Linked DNA regions of Danio rerio: regions 2 and 3 are each linked to region 1. The links are chromatin contacts, called in public HiCAR-type and Micro-C maps. All regions are on one chromosome and are shown on one strand. The core of a region is the stretch at or near the end of the contact, and the rest is flanking DNA. Distances in the headings are between cores, read along the strand shown.

Region 1 (4,635 bases), core at 769-3,268:
GAGAAAATGCTAAACAGAAAGTTCTGTACTTTTCCTCAGGTCAACATGCATTTTCTTATTCCCCCAACATTTGTGTAATTTATTTTTGCAGGTTTCATCCTCAATAATATGATAGACCTCCGGTAGTTTTGTTAACAAAACAAGTGTTTCCAACTAGATTTTTTTACTGTAAAACTTACTTACAAATTAAGAAAAAAATATCATTAAGATTTCAGCTCATATAGTCTCCATATAATTGTTTATAAGTAAAAACAGACCAATTAATATCAAACTACAGATTTGTGTCCAGCACCATATACTGCAAACAAAGAATATAAATAATAGTTAATAAAGTACGTTCTTTTCTTATTTTGCATTAACATTATTATTTTTGTGCTGCAAACAGCAGTTGTACTAATTGAAATGTAGTTTTGTGTATATTTCAGGCATGGGACGAAAACCGTTTTTAAGGTATACTGTGGTTTGGAACAGTTGTTCAGATGTTCTGCTATACTGTTCCTACAGTATGTAAGATTTTTGTTTTACTTTTTTGTTTTTGTTTTTTGTACAACAGTACCTCCAGCAGAAAAGATATCCAAAGATGCAATTTTAAATTGTATATAAATCTGTGATTTAATGAATTATTTAATCTGACATGTTTACTGTTCCAAAATATTTTAAATGTTTCTCAAAATAAAATATGTTTGTTCCAAATTTTATTTTATTTTTTTTAAACCAGACATTTAAAAAGAACATGTTTTGGAGCCACAATACCATGATATTTTGAAACCGTGCAACTATGCAGTGACATTTTAGGGTAGTTACTGTCCCTGAAAAAAATGTTTTATTTTCCAAGATTAAATTTCAGTCGAAGGAGAACTTATTAAACTATAAGAAAAATATACAGGTGCAGCTAAGGATATTACGGTTTATCATTTTTTACAGAATTTTCACATGTAACACAGGCTAAATGTCCCCATTACAGAAAATTCTCATATCTTTTAGAAGGTGTTTCAAATAAATAGTTTATGTAATATTTACATTTTCTAGGAGCTAAAATGTTTTTCACTTTACCAATAGTATAGTATAGCAATAGTATTTTTTAAAGGTATTACTAAACAAGAATTATCTCAAAAAAGACTTGTTATATGGCACTTTGTAAATGTAATGTATTTCGAGACTGCAATGCCATTAAATCCTGTTGGTTAGTTCTTTGGATGCAAGTAACCAAAAAACATTTGTAATGTGTATTGATTTTATTTATTACCATGAAAAAACTATATAGTTAGACAGGAGTAACAAGGTGGACATTATAATAAGTGCTACGCTTTGTTTTACTCTCTATTGTCAGCACTTTCAACTGTTTTAAAGTGTTTTATAAATGAAATTGAAATTAAATAAGAAATAAGGTAAATTGTTTGCCACACCCTCGTTCGATTATCAATAACAAAATGATGGCAACTGAATTATCAAAAAAAAAAAAAAAAAAAAAAAGCCAAATAAAAAACAAGGAATATTTGACATTTTATACAGAATGCAGGAAAAAAAATAAAAAAGTAAAAACAGTGAAATCATTACATGTTGTTAAAATATTACATAAAATAAAATAAAAATTATGTAGCTTTTTAATCATTAATTGTTGAGTGAGTAAAACTGTATTTTAAGGCAAATTAATCTTTAGTTTAACTCAATCTTTCAGAATTCTTCCATCGTGATCTGCACTAGAAGAAACCAATTACAGTAATAAAAAACCTCTAAAGTTTTTCTTATATTTCTTTCTGCGTCTTTCATTGGATGTCGATTTGAAGCCACACATCAGTCCCTGCCTCTGGGAGGGCAGGAGTTTTTCAAACGCACCTATTAGCAAACAGCATCTTTCGCATTCTCAACTTTCTCTGGTCGAAGTGGTTTCCAAGGCCAGCTACGTCAGCACAACCCGTGCTTCTGATTGGTCAAAACGCTTTAATTGTTGAGCACGTGAAGTCCTTCTCACATTCTGATTGGTTAAACGTATTTCGAACTGCTGCTTAGACGAATTGTATTTTTGTTCCGTGTCAAAGACTGCTAGCTGATAACAGGCTACAGTAGCCGTCAGCAGCAGCAGACTAGCTATCAAACAAATCAATTACCGCAGACGAAATTAACACCACGTTGGATTTAAAAAATCTTTACACGAGATATTTGATCTGAAGACAACGTCGCATTGAAGTTTCACAAAAGGCAGCTCTGGAGAATAGCTAGCTATCCCACAGTTAGCCTAGCCTGGTTTGATAGCAGCACTAGCAAGCCGACCGACATCACAGTGAAAATTGGTTTTGGTTATTTATATAATAGTCAGGCGTCTTGGAATACTTTGCTATCTTTGATTGGTTGCAACTTTTAGATTCGTTATCGTTTTGTTCCGTCAGTCCGGTTACAGATCACCGAATCCGTCAAATCGGCCGGTTGAGTGTCAGTTCTGCTAAGTTCTCCTTTGGGACAAATTTGCTGCCGATTAAAAAATCCAGCACGCCTAAAAATGGTAGGTTCAATTATGTATTGTTTACGAGTGATTCATCAAACTGATTACAACAACAACAACAAAACAGCTTTACTGTTTATTTGTCTTACTTTTTAGTCGTTCAGCTTGTTTTGAGAGACTCTTTACAGTAATGTGATTTAAACTCAAATATGCTTTGATTGTTAAATTGACAGTAATTATAAGCACTGTATTATGCAGCATTAATATTTTTTTACGAACGTTTGTTAACAAAAGGCTTTTTAACTTTTTCTCGCGTTAATGCATCACTAATGTCGAATTGTGTGGCATTTGTCATACTTTTTGTAATAAAGCATTATATTAAAGTAACTGGGTAATTATTACTTTATCCTAACTAAAAGTTCCGAAAAATATAATTTATTGTTAAGTGCTTGATTACCAGACGATACAAGCTCAGTATGATATACGTCGCACAATTGTTCCACTTTTTTTCTTCGTGTTTTTGCTTTTTAATTAAATAAATGTGTATTTTATTGTGGATAAATGAACGAAATTCCACCTATTTTTGTTGTTTGGTGAAGCAGATGTGCTAGGCTCTTGTTTTTTTCCATTATATTATTTATTTTGATTTATTACATTTGTTTATTTGTTTATTTTAATAGTAGTGATACTATCAAATAACTGCTTGCTTACTGTATGTGGTTTCAAATGAAATTATTACTCCATCATTATTGTTTTTATTACTATTACCATTAATAATAATAACTAATGTTAGCGTGATTTTTGAAGGATCATGTCACTCTGGAGACTAAAATAATAAAGCTGAAATTTCATCATTAAAATCACTAGAATAAATTATTAAATTATGAATTACTTTTGAACGGTTATTTTACAGTGCAATAACATTTCACAATTATGTAATTTGTTCTGTATTTTTGATTAAACAAATGCAGCCTTGGTGAGCCACATGAGCTTATTTTAAATCATTGAAAAATCCTACTGATCCCAAAATCTTCACCCGTAATGTATGTATTATGTATCAAGTTTATGAACTTGTATAGGCTAAAGTTTCTTAAAATTAATAATTTTGTATTATTTTCTAAATAAAAAGTTTTCCCCACCATTTTTTAAATTTTGCAATTTGTTACATTTGACATTTTATTGTGTGCAGAATTCAAATGTGGAGAACTTGCCGCCTCAAGTGTTGAGACTCGTCTATAAAGAAGTTTCAGCTTTAGCAGCAGATCCTCCTGAGGGGATCAAAATCTACCCCAGTGAAGAGGACATCACAGAGCTGCACACTTCCATTGAGGGCCCAGGCAAGTAGAGATTATCACAGTTTCCTCTTCTCAATGAAAGCCGTGATCTAATCATTGCACTTGCAACTTGTTTTCCCCCGTCTTCTGCTCAACAGAAGGAACTCCATATGCAGGTGGTGTGTTCCGGATGCGTTTGGTGCTTGGGAAGGACTTTCCTGCCGTTCCTCCCAGAGGCTATTTCCTCACAAAGATTTTCCATCCTAATGTTGGGCACAAGGGTGAGATCTGTGTCAATGTACTCAAGAGAGACTGGAAAGCAGAGCTGGGCTTGAGACATGTATTGTTGGTAAGTAATATTTTATTCTTTCTGAAGTTCTTTCAAACATTGACTAAATTTTTTTTCCCTTTTGTTTCATGGTCAGAAATTCCCTAAAACAGGGGTGTCCAAACTCAGTCCAGGCAGGTGTGTTTAGGGAAGGCCCTCCAGTACCGAGTTTGGACACCCCTGCCCTAAAATATAAGGTTCTGCAACATCTTAGATTTACCAGTTGAATTAATAAATCTAAACTGTAATTAAATATGTGCGTGTACATGGACATACAGTGCCCAGTATATGAGTACACCCCTCACAAATCTTTTTAATGTTTTCTATAGGATGCTTTACAATATTGTATTTGTACATATACATTTGATTATTCAGTACTGAAGCAAAATCTGGAGCTAATCTAAAAAAATAACTTAAGGTAGCAGTCCAAAAATTAGTAGCCCTAATCTATATGTTTAGGGAAAAATCTAAAATCAAAATTAAAGAATGAAGAAAATCAAAAGAAACAAAAAATATATATTTAATTAATATAATTAACAAATTGTAAATTGTGTAGTTTGTAATTTGTTTGTTTTTTCCAATATTTTGCATGA
Region 2 (4,635 bases), core at 565-3,064, 190 kb before region 1:
GAAATTCTTTCTTCTGATGAACATTAAAGAAGATATGTTGAAGAAAGAAGAAAACTTGCAACCCTTAACTTCCATTGAAAAAAAAAAACTATAGAAGTCAATGTTTACAGGCTTCAGCTTTCTCTAAAATACATTCTCTTTTGTGTTCAACAGAAGAAACTCAAACTGGATTAAAACAAGTAAAGGACGAGTAAATGATGACAGAATTTTCAGTTCAAAGTGCTTAGTAGGACAGCACTAAATAAATAAATAAAAATCTCTTATTTGTTAATTATATACTTAGTTTTTGCAAGAGGTTATATATAACATTATGGTTCTGCAGTTTTTGTGAAGGTAAATCATAATTACAAATTTACGCAATAATGAATACTGAAGAGAACACAATAGTTTAATTTGCTCCCTAAATGTAAATTTATAGACCACACATTCAACCAGTAAAACACTTCAATATCTAAATATTTAGCAATAAAAAAATTAATGGAGTCACTTTTACTATACAGCTTAATCACATTAAAATATTTAACTTCAATGCACATGTCTACATTTTCCTAAATTGAGATGCAAGTACTTGGAAAGCAAATTTACACTTAGATATGAAAAAAATGTTGGTCAGAAAAATTTAAACAGTTCCTTCAAAAAGAAGATGCTATTAAGTAAATGTATCTTGATATAGAAGTATATAGTTATTGCATTAAACGACAATAATACACAAGGAATATATTTACTTTTTGCAGAGCATGCAACATTCAATGCCATGACTTTAAGAGTGCGTGATTTTGTGCTCTGGTTTAAGACTGATTGTAGGAGGGAAGAATTAAGACCCATTTAAGACCTTAGACCTCACAGAACTGTAAACACGAGGTATACAAACATGTTTATGTAATGCTACAAAAATGACGACAAACTATTATTGATGTTTCCCAACGCATCATTCAGTACACCGCTGAATGGGATTTAAAAAATGAGAAAAGAGAGAGAATTCAAAGGATTACGCTTGAAGTTACGTGATGAAATTATGAGTTAAGCCCTTGCATTAAGTCTAACGTTACTTGTAATCCTTTAATAATCTGTTTTAATCTGTTTGGGCTTTGTAGGTGTGCATGTATTTTTTTTTTAAAGGTAGTCATATTTTATGTTTATCCTTAATAAGAACTGCAATAGGAACTGGAGCTTTATAGAAATTGGAATAAAGCTGACTATATTACTTTAGGTTACAAAAACAAAACTCACTTTCAAAGACCTAATGGGAAAATCTCCAAACTACTGTACATTTCGAAGTTTTGCAGAATCTTTTAACACATTTTAGTGCAACATGCATTTATATGCCATAAGAACGGTATTAGGCACTAAATGTTTTCTCGTTTTTTTACACATCAAACGATGTTTATGAATATAAAAGCACTTATTTTTACATTTGTACTATAAAGAAGTATCTGCAGTACCATTCTATATAAAAATCGACATATTATTAAGCGTGAAAAAGATGATTTTTACCTGACAGTTAATCTTCTTACATCATGTCCTTCTGAATAATTTCCTCCTATGTCGATCCATTAATCGTCGTATTTTTGTTCCTTCTGTGTAGGTGTTAAACACAGAAGGTCGTCGTCTCTTTGCTTTAGAAAGCAGTTTCCCTTCTTATCCTTTTTGCGATTATTTCAGCTTTTCCCCTTTTTTTGGTACAATCCTGCCCAAATCTCCTCCTTTTCCTGCCTTTCCTTGGAAATTAGTGTCAGACTCTACGAAGAGCATCCATAATCCCTCTTCAGTCCATCTGTTAGCGCCGTCTCCATCTTTCTATCCTGTCTTGTTCTACATTCCTCCATCCAACCCTTTTTTAAACATTCCTCTGTCCCACCTGTTCTTCACACCCCTCACATGTGACTCGTTCTGTCCTGGGACATTATATTACCAACCCCGTCTGTGCAAAAGTAATCACTGGGAATCTGAGAATCACATACTGTCCTTGTGCCTGTAAATCACTTCAACATGAGCTTAAACACTCAAAACATCCATCACAATCAGCTGCTAAAGGTATTTGGTGTTTTTTATGTTTTCCAGCCATTCCTCTCACCTGAGCTGCTCTTTAAAAAAAAAAAAAACAAGCAAGAAATAAACTGTTTTACAATATTATTTACACTTTATTATTTACAAAATATAAGACATGAAAATCAATAAGTTATAAAAACTAATAATTATGCATAAGTGATGTTATTGGACATGTATGTGTATAAATGATGGAGACAAAAAATAGGAGAGAAAAAAAGAGAGCGGTACATTCATCCCCAGGCCTGAGACTTGCAGTAATGAAGAACTAGTTTGCCGTCACTTCCGAAACACTGTAAAACAGAGCACAACAACAATGTTAATTTGACAAATCATTAAAATGGTGTACAAGAAATGACCTGCAAAATGCCAACAACCAATTATATCCATCCGTCATATAAGTTATAACACAAGTGTTCAAATGTATGGTGTCTTATTAGATTTTACTTGCACTTAAAGGGCCCTATCATACACCCGGCGCAATGTGGCGCAAGGCGCGACACAATTGTTGTTTGCTAGTTTAAGCTTGGCGCAAGAGTCGTTTTAACTATTATACCATATCAAGTGTTTCCCTATTTTCTATCACAGTTACATTTCTGCTTGTGTTGTATTTTTGTTTAAATGTTTTTTATTTGATTAGTATGGTGCACATTTTGGATGTTTAACAAATGTTTTTTTTTTTTAAATAATACAGAACAATCACACCAGAGTTAGTTTTAATTAAACCAAACACACTATTAAAAATTAACCTTTATCTGCAGTGGCTGTACTACTGTCAAAATGGCGAGTGAAAAAGTAAAAAGAGGAAAAGAGTAAAAAGCCAACAGGAGGCAGAGAAACATTTGGCAATAAAGGGGGAAAAATTACCTCAAAAAGCACACCAACTTCTTGGTCCGGTGATGGCGCAAACGACTGATTAACATAAATAAACTGATGGAAGAAAAAACAAAGATGAAGCATTTATTAATTAAAAAAACAGTCATCATTTCACTGTTCTTCTTGTGTTTAATTTTATTTCATATCAGAAAATGAATATTTTGAGTAAATACTGCTAAAAGCAGATCTACAGTCATCTGAACAGAAGTTTGCAACCCATGGCTTTTCTATCTTGGTTTAATTTTGTTAAAAGGAACTTTTCCAATTTTTCCCCAAAATTGGCTAATTTTACACATGCCACAGAGTTGAGTTTTACCATTTTTAAATCCATTCAGCTGATCTCCTGGTCTGGCAGGAGCACATTTAGCTAAGCATAGATCACTGAATTGGATTAAACCATTAACTTCTTGTTCAAATAAATAAATAAATAAAAGTTTAATAATTTTCCAATTGAAAGTTTGACTCTTTTGTAGTGACACTGCGTACTAACACTAACAGAAATTGAAAAGTTGTCTGATATTATAAAGCAGTTACCTATGTACCTATCTTTGGACTATTTCCAGGTGCTGTGTAATATCATTGCGCCTGCTGCAACTATTGTACAGCAGTAAAGTTTTGTGTGTATTATGCCTAGATATGGGTATAGTTATTAGCCATATCAGCCTAGAAAATAGCAACTGTTCATCTTCCATTGATCATAATAAATGATGTAAGTGTTTAACTCCATGGAGGTGTAAAAAAAATCCTATTTTTCAATGATAAAAACAAATAAATAAAATAAGTGGAGTTTCATTAAATGAACAATGACACTGTATGAGATGTCATGTGCTGTTATTTTTCATTTAGAGGTTTTATCTTCCAAATTTTAACACCTTCCAAGGACACCACAGTTTTAAGTATATTTTCTTCAATATGGAAAACCATATTCAATAGAGTTTCCTAAAATCTTTACATGACTGTAACGAAAGGACAAGACATCCCACTTCTGCGCTCCCATCAAAATCTAAATATAAATAAATAAATGATTACATACTAATGAAAATATACAAAACAAAAAGTGATCACATTAAGTTTTATTATATTTAAAATGCTTAAAATCTTCTTATTCTCAAAACATTAAAACCTATTGGTTTGAAAAATAGTAGTAAAGTATAAAGGCTTTTGTGGCTGCACTGTGATTCTTAAGGCCAGGATACACCAAGCAAAAGGTTGGTAATAGATAATCATCTGTCAGGCTAGTTTGTTTGGCTCTCGTTGCTGCTATAGAGAGGGAGAATTTTGAGTATATTGCCATGTCAGCTTCTATGGCTATGTCATGGCAAAAAAAAAAGACCAAGTTTACCACATTTTATAAATAACCCTTTCTATAATCATAAAAATATTCTAACAATTAAAAGTCATCAACATCAATAAATACATAAGAAAAAATACATAAATAACAATAATGATAATATACAAGACAAAAATCTAAAACTGTTTACTTTTGATAATTAAATGTCAGATTTTAGAAGGATTAACATATAAAATATTTCATTTATTAAAGTCTCTCCAGATGAAAACTGCTGTCTGATATCATTAAAAATAGGGCATTCCACAAGAAAATGTTTCGTTGCTGCTATATCTTTGATGTACATCTATAGCTTTGAGGTTTATAAAGTGTAATAAAATTATTCTTGTTCCAAATATACCTTTGAATATTAATATAGAAATTTT
Region 3 (4,635 bases), core at 1,247-3,746, 160 kb before region 1:
CACTAGGAAACTCCCATACACTCTTGCATTTACACACACTACAGCCAATTTAACTTATCGAATTCACCTGTACAGCATGTCTTTGGTCTATGAGGGAAACCGGAGCACCCCGAGGAAACCCACGAGAACATGCAGGAATCCAAACATCATAAACTTATATTAAAATAATAAAGTAGCGCTGTGAGTTCACCTGTTGCTGAGTGCAGTGTCTGCCTGTGTTCCAGCACACAGCACCATAGAGAGGGGAAACTGCTCTCTCCTGTCGCCTTCTCCATCAAGCACTACATCAAAACTCAGACATGGAGCACCTGCAGAAGAAACACAAGTTCACCTATTATGGGGAGTTTCACAAGAAATAAACAAAATCGACATACATTATTATAAACATACAAGTTGTTGTGTTCATTATTTAAAGTTGAAAGATTCTTAAGAAACTTATGCATGACTTTGTTTTACTGCATTTTATGTTGATTTAAGTATAAAAATTAATTACTACTATTAAAAACTGTTTATCTGAATGGTTTTACTGTATAATACTTGGATTTGGAGAGGATTATCATCAATGGAAAAAATAAATGTATTACTTTATAATAGGGCTGCATGAAAAAACTGACATTGTGATATTTAGTTTTTTGTGATATGCTGTTCATTGCGATATGAATATATTTTCACAAAAGATGACCGAAATAACTACTAGTAAAGAATTCATACATCAGCATAAAACAAACAATTTGCAAACAAAAATGAACATAGTAGAAAATGGATTTAAAAAAATGTTTTATGGTTTGTCTGTGGAGTTTAACATAAATTCAACGTTAATCAAGTATATCGTCTACATTGTATAAATAATTAAATACAATTTAATCATTGTTACATTGAATTTTTTGGTTTAAGTTTGCTTGATATCTTAGTCACAGTTCCTTAAAACATACCCAAGTAAAAATCTTTCACTCTAGGGTGCTACACAAATCATGTTCTGAATTGTGGTTTCTGGTCATCCTGCGATGTGACTATTGCAGAAGTGCACAGTGCGATAATTACAGCATTAAGAATGTGACATTTGCAGTAAAAACTCAAAACATAAAAACACACAGAGAAAGTATATGTTAACATTATATTTAAACACCGGTTTATATTCTCCAAAACAACTAAAGACAGACTTCTGGGATGAGAAAAATATCAATCTGAAAACATTTTTTTATACTTTAAATGAGAAAATAAACAATGCATTATGGATGTGACAAAAAATCTGAAAGTTTACAGTGTACAACATACTTTATAGAAATTCTGTGAATTAAACTGCACAAGCCAAAAGAAATACTGCTGATTAAAAAATAAGAGAGGCTCTCTATAGAATAAACATGATTGAATTTTATTTTATTTAACGTTTTTTGCATTTTTGAGGGAAAAAAAAGCTTCATTATGGATATGATGGATGTGAAATGGATTTTTGTGTGACTTTGGTAAATCAAATATAACAATGACAGAGACATTTCTGACAGTCTTGTAAATTACAAGCTTACACACAAAAAAAATCTGAAAGGGTTTCACCATTTTGGTAAACACTTCATTTCTTTCATGTCAAGGTTTACATTTGCATGGAATTGCTCAATAATAATAATTATTATTTTTATTAATGTGAATGTAAAAGTCAGAAGTGTGACAATAGATGTGCAAAAGATGTGCATTACATTCTGAAAATTGACCAACTATCTTTCACCTTTAATGTTACTAACATTACTAAAATAACTGACAAAAGTCCATAAGAAAGCTAATTATCAAAACCTTTCAACTTTGCCTCACAATTCTAAGGAAAAAGAAAAAAAAACAATCAAAAGAAGTGTGAGATATTGTTAATGCAGTAGTAATAACAACAATAGGTAAATTGTTCTGAACACAGATCTAAATATAAAATAATATTAAAATTAATAACGATGTTAATAAAATTGTAAAAGCATAATTTAACAATCCCAAATGCTGTAATCTTTCAACACAATTTTCAGTACACATCCTTTAGAATGCCATAATCAGACCATTTTATAGCTAAGACGCAAAATAGGGTACTGCCAGTACCATAGTATGTAATACAAAATATGGTTAAAATAATAATTATCGTTGCTCAAGTAATAAACAAACATGTTTTGTTGTGGCAGCCTGCTTTTTCCTTTTATTTATTATTTATTTATTTTTATTTTTTTTGTGGAATTATGCACTATACATCCCTGCACATAAATACATCGTGTATGTTTATATTTGGTGGAAACTTCGGGTAGAGACTAACCGGTCTGGCATTCGTGATACATGCGGTAAGCGGAGTGGTCCATCTCCAGCTCTTCTCCCGGCTGAAGCGGCTGCAGACCGGGCACATAGACTTTCTCCTGCCCGTCCCCGTTCTGTTCTTCTCCTTCCATATCATCCTCGTCGCTTTCACTCGCCTCCATGTCCTCAAACTCATCCTCCTCCTCCTGCGGCAGCGTGTGTTCGTCGGACGCGGACATTTTGAGAAAGCGGCGGATTTCCGCTTCACGCCACGTGGTTTAAAGCGCTCGTCTGACGGTGAGCCCTGTACAGATTTGGAAAGATCCCAAGCCACGGAGCTTGCGGGAAATGTTGCCCTAGTCAAGAATCTTTTCCAGTAATCAGCATTAGCACTTATATTGTCTTGAGCTTGTAAGTAAGCTTGTAAAAATCTGTGCATGATTTCTCTGCTGAAGAAGTATTTGCAGGCCTTACCTGATAACAAATAATAACTAATGAAATAAGAATAATATCGGTACGTTATTTATTATTATTATTATTATATAACATGTATGTCATTTATTAATTCACTAATAGATTAAAAAATAAAAAGTTGCATCTTTTATTATAATTTAATGCCCTTTAGACATAAAAAGTATGTAAAGTAAATTGTAAGTCAACTACAATTTGTAAATAAATTGTATGTGTTTGTGTGTGTGTGGTTTAGGCTGTTACAGAGGCTTGGTCTGTGCTAGTTTTCATGTGGTTTGGCTCAATTGTGCTAATACATAACACATGTACATTTGTACATAACAAGCCCTGCAAATTTAGGAACGAAAGTAATGTGTTTTCAACAATAAAATTTCATTTGTTTGCTGGCTGGACAATTATCTTACAAAAAACTAACCAGCTTAGTCACGGCATTTGTAGATTTACTGCAATTTACTGCATTTATGATAATAAATACAACCAAAAATATGGCTACACTTTAGCTATAGGCTAATAATGAAGTAAAAAAATGACAAGGGTTATGTTTCATGCATGTGTTTAAGATGTCCCAGCTGGCAAGACTGCAAAATTGTGTGAACAAAAGGTCTCTGTGGCGTCTTGTTGTTTGTACCATCATCTGCAAGTCCCTCCATCCATCTGCTACTAGAGAAAGTCCTCATACACACACTCTGACAAACAAAAGCGTATAGTCTAGATCAAAAACAACTGTAATTAATATTCAGCTCATGCACACGCTGCGTTCACTTTTAAGAATTTATTTATGTATAAAAATCTACAGGTAAAAACAGACAACACATGTACATCAACAACAGACGGATTGTTAAATTCGTTTGAGTAAAACGTGTTTGTAGTAGTAACCTTCTCTACAGGGATACTTGTAAACATGACTTTTGTAACTTTTTTCTTTTTATTTCACAGAGTAGCTTGCATCTGATGGTGCTGTGGTTCCTATGCTACAGTTTTACAGTTTCATATGGCTTGAATTTACTGTAGTAAATAAGTTTTGTTGTCCTCTTAAACACTGAGCGATAAGCGGATACTTTTGGCTTCATGTATAGTTCGCTTTTTCACTACATTCATTGTTAAAACATTCAGTCGACAGGTTTTACCTGAATTATTACGAATGACACATAATTCACAATTCAGAAACACTTGGGAAATGATAGATACAATCAGTGCAGACATGATGCAGAAAAAAAAAACACACAAGCGTGAAAAGTACAGGTAAAATTGACCATCTTATTAGACATGTCTGTTTTCATATCCTCCCTTTTCCACAGAGATGGATCCATAACTGCATCCAAACATTTTGAGATTATTCAGTATCCCCATGCAAGTGCTAAGCTTTTTTTTAGCAGTGTAAAGTGAATTAGCTTCCAAACTGAATCGAGGAGACAAACACTGCAGCTGTCCTTTCAAAGTGAAGCCTCCTTCTGGCTAAATTTTGTGGCACATTTAAAACTGATTTCTCAATTCTCACCAGATCAGTCTCGATGTTATCCACAGAATAGATACGGTCCAGTGAGAGAAACTTGGAGAACGTGACTCTGCATAGGCGTTGGTCGGATCATGTTGTATTTTACTAGTCTCTCCTTCTTTCAGAGGCCGCTGCTCATCCACAGTTTCTCCATTCTCCACTTTCTCTTCCTCCTCTAATGCCGTATTTCCTTGATCAGCTTCACTTGGTGTGGGGAAGATGCAGGGATGCTCTCCGAAAGCACAATCCAAACTGAGCCATCGCGTGAAGAGGGATGAGGTTGAGAATAAAAGACCTTCAGGTGATGACTCAACAGATGGAAAAGCAGAGAGATCTGGAAGTTCTAGGATTTTCTGTTTACAAAAGATGACAAATAACATTGAAGATCTCTCAGTAATCAATAATGTAAA

The links. Hi-C and Micro-C count contacts between places; a contact is called where the count stands out from the background. HiCAR-type assays count read pairs that join an accessible place to other places.
Region 2: a contact with region 1 is called in a Micro-C map of caudal fin, with 2.6 times the contacts expected there. The contact joins the promoter of si:ch211-149k23.9 here to the promoter of ube2s in region 1. A contact is called at or near these places in 4 of 18 Hi-C or Micro-C datasets (caudal fin, embryo, hematopoietic stem cells and 1 more) and 1 of 4 datasets of contacts at active chromatin or transcription factors (embryo).
Region 3: a HiCAR-type map of caudal fin shows a contact between it and region 1, with 6 times the contacts expected there. The contact joins the promoter of grwd1 here to the promoter of ube2s in region 1. A contact is called at or near these places in 2 of 18 Hi-C or Micro-C datasets (embryo and hematopoietic stem cells) and 2 of 4 datasets of contacts at active chromatin or transcription factors (caudal fin and embryo).

The regions. Positions count from the first base shown.
Region 1 is chr16:14,031,627-14,036,261 of GRCz12tu, reverse strand. ube2s (ubiquitin-conjugating enzyme E2S) reads left to right here and starts at 2,018. Exons shown (of 4, transcript NM_001025536.1): 1 at 2,018-2,500; 2 at 3,630-3,777; 3 at 3,873-4,063. The coding sequence starts at 2,498.
Region 2 is chr16:14,222,313-14,226,947 of GRCz12tu, reverse strand. si:ch211-149k23.9 reads right to left here and starts at 1,814. Exons shown (of 7, transcript XM_021466875.3): 1 at 1,495-1,814. It overlaps atg12 (ATG12 autophagy related 12 homolog (S. cerevisiae)), which reads right to left. Exons shown (of 4, transcript NM_001246200.1): 3 at 2,914-2,976; 4 at 2,280-2,339. The coding sequence ends at 2,280.
Region 3 is chr16:14,190,248-14,194,882 of GRCz12tu, reverse strand. grwd1 (glutamate-rich WD repeat containing 1) reads right to left here and starts at 2,496. Exons shown (of 7, transcript NM_001003509.1): 1 at 2,282-2,496; 2 at 191-308. The coding sequence starts at 2,441. zgc:174888 reads right to left here. Exons shown (of 5, transcript NM_001113584.2): 5 at 3,488-4,578. The coding sequence ends at 4,225.